2 separate regions of the Mus musculus genome follow, and region 1 is linked to region 2. Evidence: chromatin contacts called from public Hi-C data. All regions are on one chromosome and are shown on one strand. The core of a region is the stretch at or near the end of the contact, and the rest is flanking DNA. Distances in the headings are between cores, read along the strand shown. Region 1 holds the start of Sec31a (Sec31 homolog A (S. cerevisiae)). Region 2 has its middle 24 kb from the start of Coq2.

Region 1 (6,117 bases), core at 2,904-5,403, 240 kb after region 2:
CCATAAGCTCTCTTAACTACTGAGCTGGCTCACCAGCCCAACTTTAAATGTGAATTTGAAGTCTCTGCATTGTCGAGAAAAAGCAAGAGTGCTGTGTTGGACTGATGTGACTGCAGCCAGTCAACTCAACTGTAACTTCCTGTTCAAGTTGCTTTCTGTGGAGGACTAGCTCAGGCAAACAGAAGTAGCCTCATTTACATTGCAGGGGCACAGTACATGGCATAGCTGCCTAATAAAAACGGCCAGTTTGTCCTCTGACAAATCAACTCCATCAGTCTTAGCTGCTGGTCATCTGTAGTATAGTAAGAACAGCGTTTTCTCCTGCTCTGACTTGGTGAGCTCTTTATTGCTTGCTGCTCCAAACCACAGCATTTGTTGCCCATATAAGGGTGTGGGGAAAGCTGAAACTCCTCTTTTCCTCTGAGTTAGGGCTCTCCTTCAATCAAGTGGTCAGGGCAACTTTCTGGTGACACCCAAAGGTCCCCAGCAGGGGTGTCGGGGACCAGTGTTCCTGGTCTTTGTAGGAGAGTTTATCATTCCTGCCTGTTAGTTGTGTCTGTAGTATGTCACACTGCCTTGCTTTGTCTGGTAGGGACCTGCTGTCCCCTTTGTCAGGCAGCTTGTCACTTTCCTAGGCTCCTCGGGTTGGCAGCCACTGAGGGGTAGAATCTGCGTACCCAACAGGCTGTACCTCATCCAAACCTCCATCACTTCTTTTTTGCTGCACTGTCTTTCCCTTCTGGCCTGCATCACTGGGACCGAATCCATCTGAGGACTTTATGACATCTCATCCAGTAACTGGAACCCAGGGTTCATGACCTTGTCAGGAGTCTTCCATAAGGTAAAACACCCCTTTAAGAGGGTTGTCCCTTGGATATCGATTGGGCCCTTGATCTCTTGGGGATGCCCTGTTAGTTGGGGTCACTGATTGATCCCCTTCCTCCCCAGGGGTCAGGCCTCTTCTATTGCTGTAGCCTCGGCATTGGGAGGTAAGTTTCTGGAACTTCCTTAAGTGCAATCATTTCTTCACAATACAAATTCCAGTTCTAGGGCTGACTTAACAGTCATGGGCTACTTGTGTTCCTCAGCTCACTGTAGGCTGCTATGTCTTCTCAAGAGAATGCTAGCACAGGCTGAGCATTACCTCCAACTTGTCTTTGTGCCTCTCTCCCACACACTGGCATTATAGGCATGTGCCACCATGCCTTGCTCTTTCCCTCTTCCTCTGTTGTACCCATCTTCTAAAACCCAGTGAAACAAAATAACCAGTTGCTGACACAACGCAGGAGGCTCCTAAGGTTGTCATCTCCTTTCTGGTCACATTTACCCCCTAAAGTCAAAGTGCAACTAGCTTACATAATTGGAGCCCAATGCCCGTCTTGGCAGTTGGATAAAAGCTAGTCATGACTGGTGCTCCTGTAAGGACAGCTTCAAGATTTCATGTAAGGGCTGGAGACATAGCCTAAGGTTAAGAGCTAATGTTCTTTTCAGAGGAACCAAGGATGAACTGACGCCTGGATCAACGTCCACCCGACCTTTCCATAGACACATAGTTAAGAGTAAAAAGATTTCATGCTGCCTGAAGCTCCAGAAGAGACCTAAACAGCCACAACCAGGCCTTTCTGAGGCGCTGCAGGATGTGTGACAGCAATGCCACAGAGAACACTAACCAGTCAGACTTGTTCTTTGCATCGCAGGAATCAAGAGCTGTGTGACAGGCAGCGAGCGCTGCCACCTCTCCCTGCAGTCTTCTATCTGAATGGTGAATTTTACTGACTCTATCCACCACATAGGTGTTTAGTTACCTCCATTCTGGCTTCAATGAGTAGAGTCTGGAAATGAACTTTCTTTCTGAAAGTTTCATTCTCATGGAACAAGGCTTGATTAATAAATTGACTGAGATGAGCTAAAAGACTTGTGAATGGTACTAGGTTTTCCTTGATAGGGGCAGGTGGTCCTTTGCAAACTCTGATATTGTACAACTATCACTTTACCACCAGTCCCCCACAGTCAACCTGGTGGTACAGGACTGAATCCCAGCCACTTAGACAGGTTAGCAAGTTCATGGACAGCTGTTGGTTATACCAGGGATCACTGCCTGTCTCCGTCCCTCTACTGCTGGAGTGACAGATGGTGGCTGCTGCCCTAAGCTGATACATAGGTCCTATCCTCATGCTGGGGTGGGGTGGGCCGGGCCACCATTTTCTCAACTCTGTAAACTTGCTTTTTAAAGTGAAATACATATGTAGAACACAGAGGGGGTGAATAAAAGACATGTCCACTTTCCAGTACTTCTGACTACCAGCTTGTTGCTAGGGATCAAACAGCTTTGTGTATGCTATGCAAAAACTCCCACTATAAAGTATACCCTCAGCATGGAAAGACAAGGAGTCACCATGCAGTTCAGGCTGGCCTCACAATCTTCCTGCTTCTGCCTCAAAGTCCAGCTTGCTGATACCTTGTGTTCAATAAAGAAGCATCACTAGCATTACTTTCAGCCGGGCGTGGTGGCGCACGCCTTTAATCCCAGCACTTGGGAGGCAGAGGCAGGCGGATTTCTGAGTTCGAGGCCAGCCTGGTCTACAGAGTGAGTTCCAGGACAGCCAGGGCTACACAGAGAAACCTTGTCTCGAAAACCAAAAACAAACAAACAAACAAAAATTACATTCATGTAAGGAGTCTATAAGCAAGGTGTTACAGGAGACTTGGGTGTGGTCAACAAGGGTAATAAGTTAGGAGATCTCAGTTCAGTCCAGGTGCTAATAGTTTATGACAAGTGATTTTCATCTGGCTTGAGTTCACTGATGAAATAATCCCACCTTAAATTAAAAGTACAACCAGGCAGCACATACGTTAAGGTTGGGAGCTCTAAGGGAGATAGTTTAAGTGTCTGGGACCAAAGGGTCCCAAACCAACCCCATCTTGTTAAAATGTACAGAAATGTACTAGACCTAGCTTAAGTTGGGATAGAGAATTTCAGCACCTAATTTCTTTTGTTGTTTATGGTTTATTCACTTTTTATGTGTTGAGTGCCTGTATTTATGTATGTGCTTTATTGCATGCAGATATTGCTGGAGGTCAGAAGATGGTGTAGGGTCCTTTAAAACTGGAGTCACAAATACTTGTGCACTGCCGTATGGGTTCTGTGAAATAAACCCAAGCCCTCTGTAAGAGCAGCAAGTGCTCTCAACTGTTAAGCCGTCTCTCCAGCCTTTGGTGGTGGTGTATTTTCTTTTGCTTTTCAAGAAAGGCTCTCTTGCAGCCTAAGGTGACCTGGATTTAGACTAGCCTCGAACTCCTGATCTTTCTGCCTCTACTTCTTGAGTGTGGTGGCATCATATGCATGGGCCCAATTCAGCACCCATTTCATTCTTTTGCTCTACAGACCAGCTTCTACATTTCCAGTTACTGGTTTATATCTTTATCTCTATCTATCTATCTATCTATCTATCTATCTATCTATCTACCTACCTACCTACCTACCTACCTACCTACCTACCTACCTACCTATCTATCTATCTATATCCCTAAACGAAAATCTCAATGCTCCAATCTGAGAGCAACACACACACACACGCTTATTTTGTTCCGGTAGCCCAGGGCGAGTGCTAATAGGTTTGAATACCATGGATAGCTACTGAAATATTAAGAATATGAACTTAATTCGATATACCTCACTCACGCAGCTAAGCCTCTATAGAGTATAAGCCTTTGGGTGTGTGCGACAAAATCACGTAAGTTCTCAAAGGGAAGACGCAAAACCAATAATTAACTTAGCCGAGTCACAAACTGAACCGGTCCTTGCAGCCAGTTTTCGCCCGCCTTGTCTAGTGTGGGTATTGTCGCCAGCAGCTGCTGACGCCTCACAGGAGTGCTACGTGGCGTCCTCGCGGTCACCGCTCTCCTTCCCCGACGGAGACGCCCAGCTCGACTTCCCCTTGATCTACCGCCAAGCGGATGCATCCTGAAGTTTAGGCGCCTCCTCACGCCGCGCGGCTGAATCCTTACCTCCGGCCAGACTAGCCTACCGGAGTGGCTGCTCCCGGAAGTGCTGTCCCGCGGGGTGGGAGGAGCGAGCCGCTGCTCCCGGAAGTGCCGGCTGGCCGGGTGGGCGTGGCGAGTTGCCGCACCCGGAAGTGCCGGCCCGCAGGCGGGGCTGCGGCTGCCACGTTGGAGCGGAGCGTGGAGGTGGCCCTGGGCCGCGGAGGAGGGGCGGCGGCGGCGGATCCGGGGAGAGGCCGACGCTCGCCGGCTAACGCAGGACAGGTCGCTGAGGTCCGCCAGGTGTGTCCGCCGTTTGTTTCCTGCCCCTCGCCAGGTTCGGTGTCCGCTGCCGAGGCCCGAGGCCCGTTCTCCGCTGACGGCGCGCCCCCGTCTCGTTTCGGCCCCGCCGGGACAACGCCTGGAGTCGCAGCAGGCGGGTGATCGTGCCGGTCATCCTCTGCCGACGTTTCCAGGCTGCCCTGCTCGGGAGTGAGTTTGAGGTTAACCTTTCAGTCCCTGTGCACAAAGTGGTGCGATCCCCAAGGGCATGGAAGGGAAACAGACCTCGGGATGATTTCTTTGACTTCACCTAGGTTGAGATTTTTGTGTTAAGTTGTGTTTGAACTGTTGCCAGATTTAAAGGACCATAGATTTGAAAGGAAGGCTACTGTCGTTTAACTAGGACTGTATTATTTAGCGACAGCAGTCGCTAATCACAGCCGGTGCTTCAAAAGCATATGATTTTGCTGCTGTTGTATTAAATTACATTGTGAGGCAGTTGTAAAATAACTGCCTGGACTTGTGGGCATGTAAACTTTTTCTGTGAGCTCGTAGAACTAATTCTGCAGGTCTTCCTGGAAGTTGCAAGAGTTTTTTTGATAGTTCCTCCAAATTGTTAAACTATACAAAGTTGAAACTTGGCTCTTTGTCTACAATTGTAACTCTTATATATATATATATATTTATATGTATAAATAAAATTAGAAGCTCGCTCATGTGACCGTATCCTCTATATCCTGATTATTCAGGAGTTGGATAAAATGTACTGCCCTTTTAAGTAATTCTGTCCTTGTTTCTCTTCGTTACAGCAAACCAAGAAAGGTTTGCAGGGAATAAGAACTTTTGGATAATTTCTATCTTAATTGTGAATGTTACACATTGTGGAGTCTGGAAATGTGAGATTTGCGATGAGATTTGGATTTCACTGGTAAATTTTGTAAACAGGTTTTTTTCCCCCCCTGAAACATGTAAGAGTAGAAAGATATTTGTGAACTGTTAAAGGCAATGGCTATCAGTCTTTTGGCATTTTCATCCCCCTTTGGAAGCATCGGGCTTTTCCTAGAAAAGCATGCGCACACTGTATGCACATACCTGGGTAGGATTTTCTGTGTAATTTCATGAGGTTCAAAAATCCCGCATTAAAGACTTGTCAAGTGATACAGCAAAATTAATTTCTTTTTGTTTCTCCCTCTCTTCTTCCCCGTTTCCTTCATTCTTTGAGATAGGGTCTCTTGTGGCCCGGAGTAGTCTCAGACTTATTGATTAGCTAAGGATGACCTTGAATTCTGACCCTCCTTCTCTAACCTCCGGAGCTGTGGGATTTCAGGCATCTACCATCACACTGGAAGTATTTTCTTTTATTGTAGATTAACTTCTTCTCCTAACATTTTATCTTGTAGATTTATAAGATAACATGCAGTTCTGCAACCGCGGTTGATTTTTTTTTTTTTTTTTTTTTTTTTAAGTTTGGTTGAGTGAAGTGAGCCTGGAACAGCTGATAGTGCTAAGGAGCTTTTGGAGAACAAATATTCCTGTCCTTTGTGAGTTATTCTGCCCACGTGGACCTTTACTAAAAATGGTCCCAGGCTCGGGTTTGCACTCTCCGTATAAGAATCAAAGGTGCTGAGTCTGTCACCTCTGAGGTGTGGGGCAGCTGTTTGCAAGGTTGCTGTTTTTGACAGAATAGTACTGTTGGCTTTCATGTTGCTACATAAAACTTGCAATGTGAAAATGAGTTTAGAACCGCAGAGGTGGCTCATCGGGAGCACACGCTGCTCTTCCTGGGGATCACCAACATCAGGTGGCTCTCAGTCACCTACAAGTCACCTACATATACACAAACACATATGCATA
Region 2 (5,738 bases), core at 488-2,987:
GCCCTGCAGAGCCCATCAGACAGTCTGGAGAACCCACCCTTTCCAACAGGGAGCTTTCTGCCTGTTTCAGCTTCAACAAGCATCTGACTCCCTGGGGGAAAGAGCCTGGACACCTGGACGGCCAGCCCTCAGGATAGGGATGTTTGAAAAGCTTAGCCATGGTCCATTAGCACGGCTTCAGTGAGAAGGGTGAATGTAACGAATTTCAATCGTATGTCATTTCCCTACGTGAACTAATGAAAGTGACATGGAAACAAACCTTAAAATGAATGAAAAATCTCAGCATTCTTGAGACACAGGATGGAGGAAATCACAAGCCCTCTCATTTGTAAAGATGCTTTGACTTAATCAAGTTGTAGGCTTTTGTACTTTCTCTTACTGTATTAAGACTGAAGATGTTATGTGGGTAGATAAGGGGGAGACGGGAACAAAGGGGGAGTAGGTTATAAGCTCTGAGAAGGACAGAATCAACCAAGCTGAGTTCAGGAAGGAGTCCAGTGGCTGTCCAAGTCCTGTCCAGGGCCACTCTCTCCCAGGCCAGGTGAGGACACTTGCTGATGTGACAGGTTAGGGTGCTGGTCTGGCCTTGGAAAATGTGCTCAATGGGGACCCTCACCCTAGTCCACTTCTGAGCCTGTGGATAGAACAAGAGCCTTGGAGCTCAGTGTGCTGCGTCATTGGTGGTGGGCTGGAGGCAGGACAGGAATCATATGACTGAATTGCATCCCGGTGGCCACCTCTCCTTTCTCCTGGTACCCATGCTAAGTATTCAAAGTCTCCACCAGACTGTAAAGGGCTCCGCCATCAGGCTGCATCCTGCTATTTCCCAACTGACTGCCCCCGCCCCTCAACACACACCCTCTTGGCTTGGCCTCATCGTGCTCCTTAAGTCACACTTAGCCGTCCTGATAGCATAGAACCCAGTCATAGGCAGGTGAGCCTGCTGCGAATCCTTGAGACACTTCAGGTAGGAGCCCTTAGGCACCACATTCTCATCTGCAGTAGCTGCCAACGTTTGGCTGAACTGGCTACGTCACCTCCTGTTATGGGCAGAGCCTTATTAACCCTACCAAACATTCACGTTTTGACATTCTAACCCTGAATATTTCATATGGCTGCATTTGCAGATTAGGCCTCTGAGAAAATGACTAACTTAAAGTTCTAGGTAAGCGGCTGTCCAGGGAAGATGGAGACACAAGGCAAGTGTGGGCTAGTGTAATGGCACATGCCTGCAATCCCAGCTTTGACAGGCAGGGAACTGTGAGGTCCAGGTCAGCCTGAGCTACAAAACCAGACCCCCAAAGCCAGACCACTGCAAACCGTGCAAAGACAGAAGCCCGCTAACAGCAGAACGGTGGCTAGCATCAAGGGCTCATGCCTCACTTCCAGCATCCAGAAGACCAAGAAAACCAATCTTCTTGCTTAAGGAGCCCCAGAAAGCCACTGACCCTTCCGTGGCAAGGCCGCACTTGAGGTGGAATCCACCTGAAGATCTCCTGCCTTCACCCCACTTCTCCCTCCACTCAAGCTCTGGCCCTTCCTGTGTCTGCTACTGCAGTGAGCTGGAAAAGGACCCCAGAACTTACTCATGTTACCTTACACGCTAACGGCACCGTACCTATGCCTGAGCTAAGGGCCAGGTAAGAACATAACCCTCTCGTGTCTAGAATACAGAGTAATCACAGGCGTTCTTTACACAGGAGATCAAAGGAAGGAGGAGGAGATGACATCACAGAAAGCAAGAGATGCAGTGAGGGAGGGAGGGGCCGCGGTCCAACACGTGTGAAAGGGCTCCTGTCTGGGACCCAGAGAGAGCCAGGCTGACTCCTTCACGGTAGCCCAGTGAGGCTGATTGGAGACTGGTTATTCCCAGAATTATAAGCACATGCACTTGATCTGTTTTAAGCCACTAGACGTATAACCATCTGTTATATATAAAATGAACAACTCCAACTCTTGTAGCTTATCTTCCAAATTCCCTGAGAACCTACCTGGTCTATACTCAGAAACAACGCTTAAGAGCTATGATACAGCCCTAGTCACAGCCACGTGGTTTGGGATCACTGGCTTAAACCCTCACTTCTTGGAGGTCTGGGTGTTCAAATTCGTTGAGAAATTTTCTGTCTCCTCTGTTAGAAAGGGAAACTCAGAGCCCTCCCCTGCTCCATCTCCACCACTGGGGTGTCCCCAGCACACCACACTGGAAATACTTGAATACTTGCCTTTCCTTGTGACGAGTGAACTCACCTTCGAGTGTCCCACGTGGTGCTGCCAACAGGCATGGTTAATGTTCTTCGAGGACAAACTCCAGTTCACAGTGTGAGGTGTCACAGCAAGGATGTTTTCATTTCATGTGCACAGGATCAAAACCTGTAATGAATACCGAAGACAGACATGAGAAAGGTTCTAGGTGATGCGCTGGTCACAATTTTGCTTTGCCTTGTAACAAACACTGGAAGGCTTTCCCTCCTAAGCTCCCCCTGCTCTGTCTCCACCACTAGAGTGTCCCCAGCACACCATACTGGAAACACTTGAATACTTGCCTTTCCTTAGGAGGCTTTCCCTCCTAAGCTTCTTGCTTGAAACTACCCTGTGAATAGAACCCCCGACTTGTCAGTGTGGTCTTTAAAAATAGACTTCCAGGTCACCCCAGTACCCGAGGAAGGTCTCTGTGTACCTACCTATCTGTCACTTTTGAGGATTGCAAAGTCCAGAGAAGATTGAGCATAATATTGTGAACCTGTTTGTGGCCTGAGAAACATTGTCTCAAGTCGCATTCCAGAAAGCTCTACATCTCTCTGTCCTCAGTGCACAAAGCCTCATTCCTGACTCCGGCCAACATGAAGATAAATTTGTTTATTCCTTAACAGTAACCAGGCAGGAATAAGCTGTTTCTTTTACAACCTGTGACTTCCAGTGGCACCGAATATTTTGCAATGCATTGTAGGAAATTTATGTTCCTTCCTTATGGCTTGTCTGGGTGCCTTTGCCCATTGGGTAACAGTTAATGTGGGTACACGCTGCCTTGATGAGTAGAAGTACCCAGAATCTGACATTAGACAGACTCCTGCTCTCGTTGATAAGATAATCGTTTTATTGGTAGAAGGAGGATTTTGGATTTTGTACTTTATACAGAACTCTTTCTTCTTTGGAAAAGGGGGCGTGTTTAACATCTACAGACGACCTGGTCAGTCTATAGTGGGAGACCCAGGCTGCTTGCCTCAGGCAGAGATGAATTCCATCTTCCGGAAGTTTTTAGGGTTGTGTATAGCACCGTGCCATGTGGTAGCCACATGAAGCTGTGAGCACTTGAAACATTGGCTCTTCTAAACCCAAGTTGTCTTTAAGTGTAAAACACACACTTAACGATGAAAACTTTGTATTAAAACCCACAAAATACATGGGCTGGCTTTGAATGTCTGATCTTCCTTCCTGCCTCAGATGGGATTGCATGTTTTTTTTTACCACCATGCCTGGCTCCCAAATGCATCCCTTTGTCAGATTCCAGCACATAAGCACAGGCTGAGAGACAGATGCTTCCCTTTGAACGATGGTACCAGCATCCTCTCTCTTTGTTTCCAGGACTCACCAAACTCCGGTCGAAAGCCTGAGCTTGAAGAAATAGAACACGTTTTTGTCACATGAGAAGTGTAGGAAGAATGAACCTTTGAGTCCACATGGCTCCTAACAGTACAGCTCAGCAGACCATTGAGACTTCTCCAACCCCAGCTTAGTCATGTTTATGCTAGAATTTAAATACTTTAAATAATGCTAACCTCGTGGTGGCGGTGGCGGTGGCGGTGGCGGTGGCGGTGGTGGTATGAGAATTGTATGGAGCCGGGTGTGGTGGTGCACGCCTTTAATCCCAGCACTTGGGAGGCAGAGGCAGGCGGATTTCTGAGTTCGAGGCCAGCCTGGTCTACAGAGTGAGTTCCAGGACAGCCAGGGCTATACAGAGAAACCCTGTCTCGAAAAACCAAAAAAAAAAAAAGAATTGTATGGGAAAACGGTTTAAGACTCATGGCAAAACCTTATGCATCTGCATCTGCATCTGCTTGTTGTTGGTTTGTTGGTTTTTGCCAAAATAGAGATCGAATGTAGAGTCTACAAATGCTGGGCAAGTCTTTACCACTGAGCTATATCCACAGCCCTCTTTCTTATCTTATTTTTATTTTGAAGGAAGGGCTCACTAAGGTGCCCAGGTTGGCCTTTGACTCAATTCCTCAGTTAGAGTCCTGAAAATTCAGTCCTCCTGTCTCAGCCTCCTCAGTAGATGGGTTGGCAGGCCTGTGCTACCAGGCCCAGATTCATGGTGCAGTAAGCAGGCTCAGGCACGAACTATGAGACGAGCTCAGGAAACTGTTCGAATTGATTAAGTACCTACCTCCCTGAGCCTGACCCGGACAGAACTCAATAACAAACCACCTACTTGACATTTTTATTTCAACACCAGAAATGTGCTTCCCAACCTAGCATGTTCAAAACTGAATTCCCCTTTCCCCTCCCCTCAGCCTTCTTCCTGCCCCCCACCATCGCCCCCACCCCCACCCCCCACCCCGTGCTCTCCTAGCAACCCAATCCCTTCTTCCTTTCTTCTGGCTAAAGCCAGGCAGTTATCAGTGACTCCTCCCAAATGCAGAGCCCCCGAGCTCCACCTCCAAACTCCATAGACAGCCACGCCACTGCCACCACACTGGCCCACGTCACTATCTCCCCTCCTGTGGATAACTGCAGTAGCTTCCTAATTAGTCCTCATCACCACCACACTCTTCCTCCCTTCATTACAGGAGCCCTTTAAAGCTTTAGGTGGCGGCACAACATCTGCCCACTACTCAGAACCTCCCAGAGACTCCCAGCCTCCCTCAAGGTGTAGCTGAGGTCCTGGGCATGGCCTTGTGTGGTCAGACTCTGGTTACCTGCTGTGCCCCTCCTCTGCCACCCTCCCTCAGTTCTAGAAACACTCGCTCTCGGAGGTTGCCATGGCTGCCCTCCCTCCCTTCCCACTTTCATCTTTGCCATCTCCCCAAACCCCGCTGTCTCTGTTGTCTGGACTCACACAGCACACGTGGGCCTAATCACGCTTTCCCCGCTTTATCTATCGATAGGAAGCTGATTTGTCTTTATCGTCTGTCCTCACCAGTAGCTAAGCTCCACAGGGCGCCAGGTGTTTTCTGTGGAGATCAGCACTTTCCTTTCAGCACTTGGAACAGTATCGAGAACGCAGTGATAAAAACTAGCTGCTCCTGTAGGCAAAGCCTTTCAAAGAATACCTTGTGCCTGAGGTCATTGGTTGTAGCCATTGTCCCTTTGCTCCCCAGTTCTGGTCTAGGCGTGTTCTTTTAAAGAGTAAACTTAGTAACTAGTTTGCCCCCTTTGCTACTACTGTAACAAATATAAATTATGACCAAACTTCATGCTTAAGCAATGGAGAGACAAACACAGTGTCTAGAGCAGGAAATATTCTTACCACAGATTGTTTTCAGGTTACTTTATGGCTTCAAAGACAGAAGCAAGAAAACACTAAGGGATTAGAAGCCAGGGTAAGGAAAGGTACCTGCCATGCAGACCTCGTGACCTGAGGGCAATCCCCGGAACCCGTTTCACAAAGTTGTCTTCGACACATGCATTGTGGCACACACATGCACACTCAGATATGCATACATGTGTGTTTATACACTACCAGTAATAGTTTAGGAAACGTACTTATTATGTGCAGACGTGTGTCTACACGTGGGTGT

The links. A called contact is a pair of places that touch in the nucleus more often than the background predicts.
Region 1: a Hi-C map of CD8 T cells shows a contact between it and region 2, with 3 times the contacts expected there. The contact joins the promoter of Sec31a here to the enhancer-like site in region 2. A contact is called at or near these places in 18 of 484 Hi-C or Micro-C datasets (B cells, CD4 T cells, CD8 T cells and 10 more), 8 of 115 datasets of contacts at active chromatin or transcription factors (bone marrow-derived macrophages, embryonic stem cells, extraembryonic endoderm stem cells and 3 more) and 2 of 9 other capture datasets (adipose tissue and liver).

Annotation. Positions count from the first base shown.
Region 1 is chr5:100,414,270-100,420,386 of GRCm38.p6, reverse strand. Sec31a (Sec31 homolog A (S. cerevisiae)) reads left to right here and starts at 4,153. Exons shown (of 28, transcript NM_026969.1): 1 at 4,153-4,284.
Region 2 is chr5:100,647,695-100,653,432 of GRCm38.p6, reverse strand. No RefSeq gene overlaps it. Among named protein-coding and RNA genes, the nearest start is that of Coq2, 24 kb to the left of the region's middle. Within about 2 kb of position 1,737, at least 21 of the 459 cell types and tissues checked have an H3K27ac peak or open chromatin away from gene starts, as enhancers often do. A contact at or near this core is called in CD8 T cells and regulatory T cells, where this site is marked.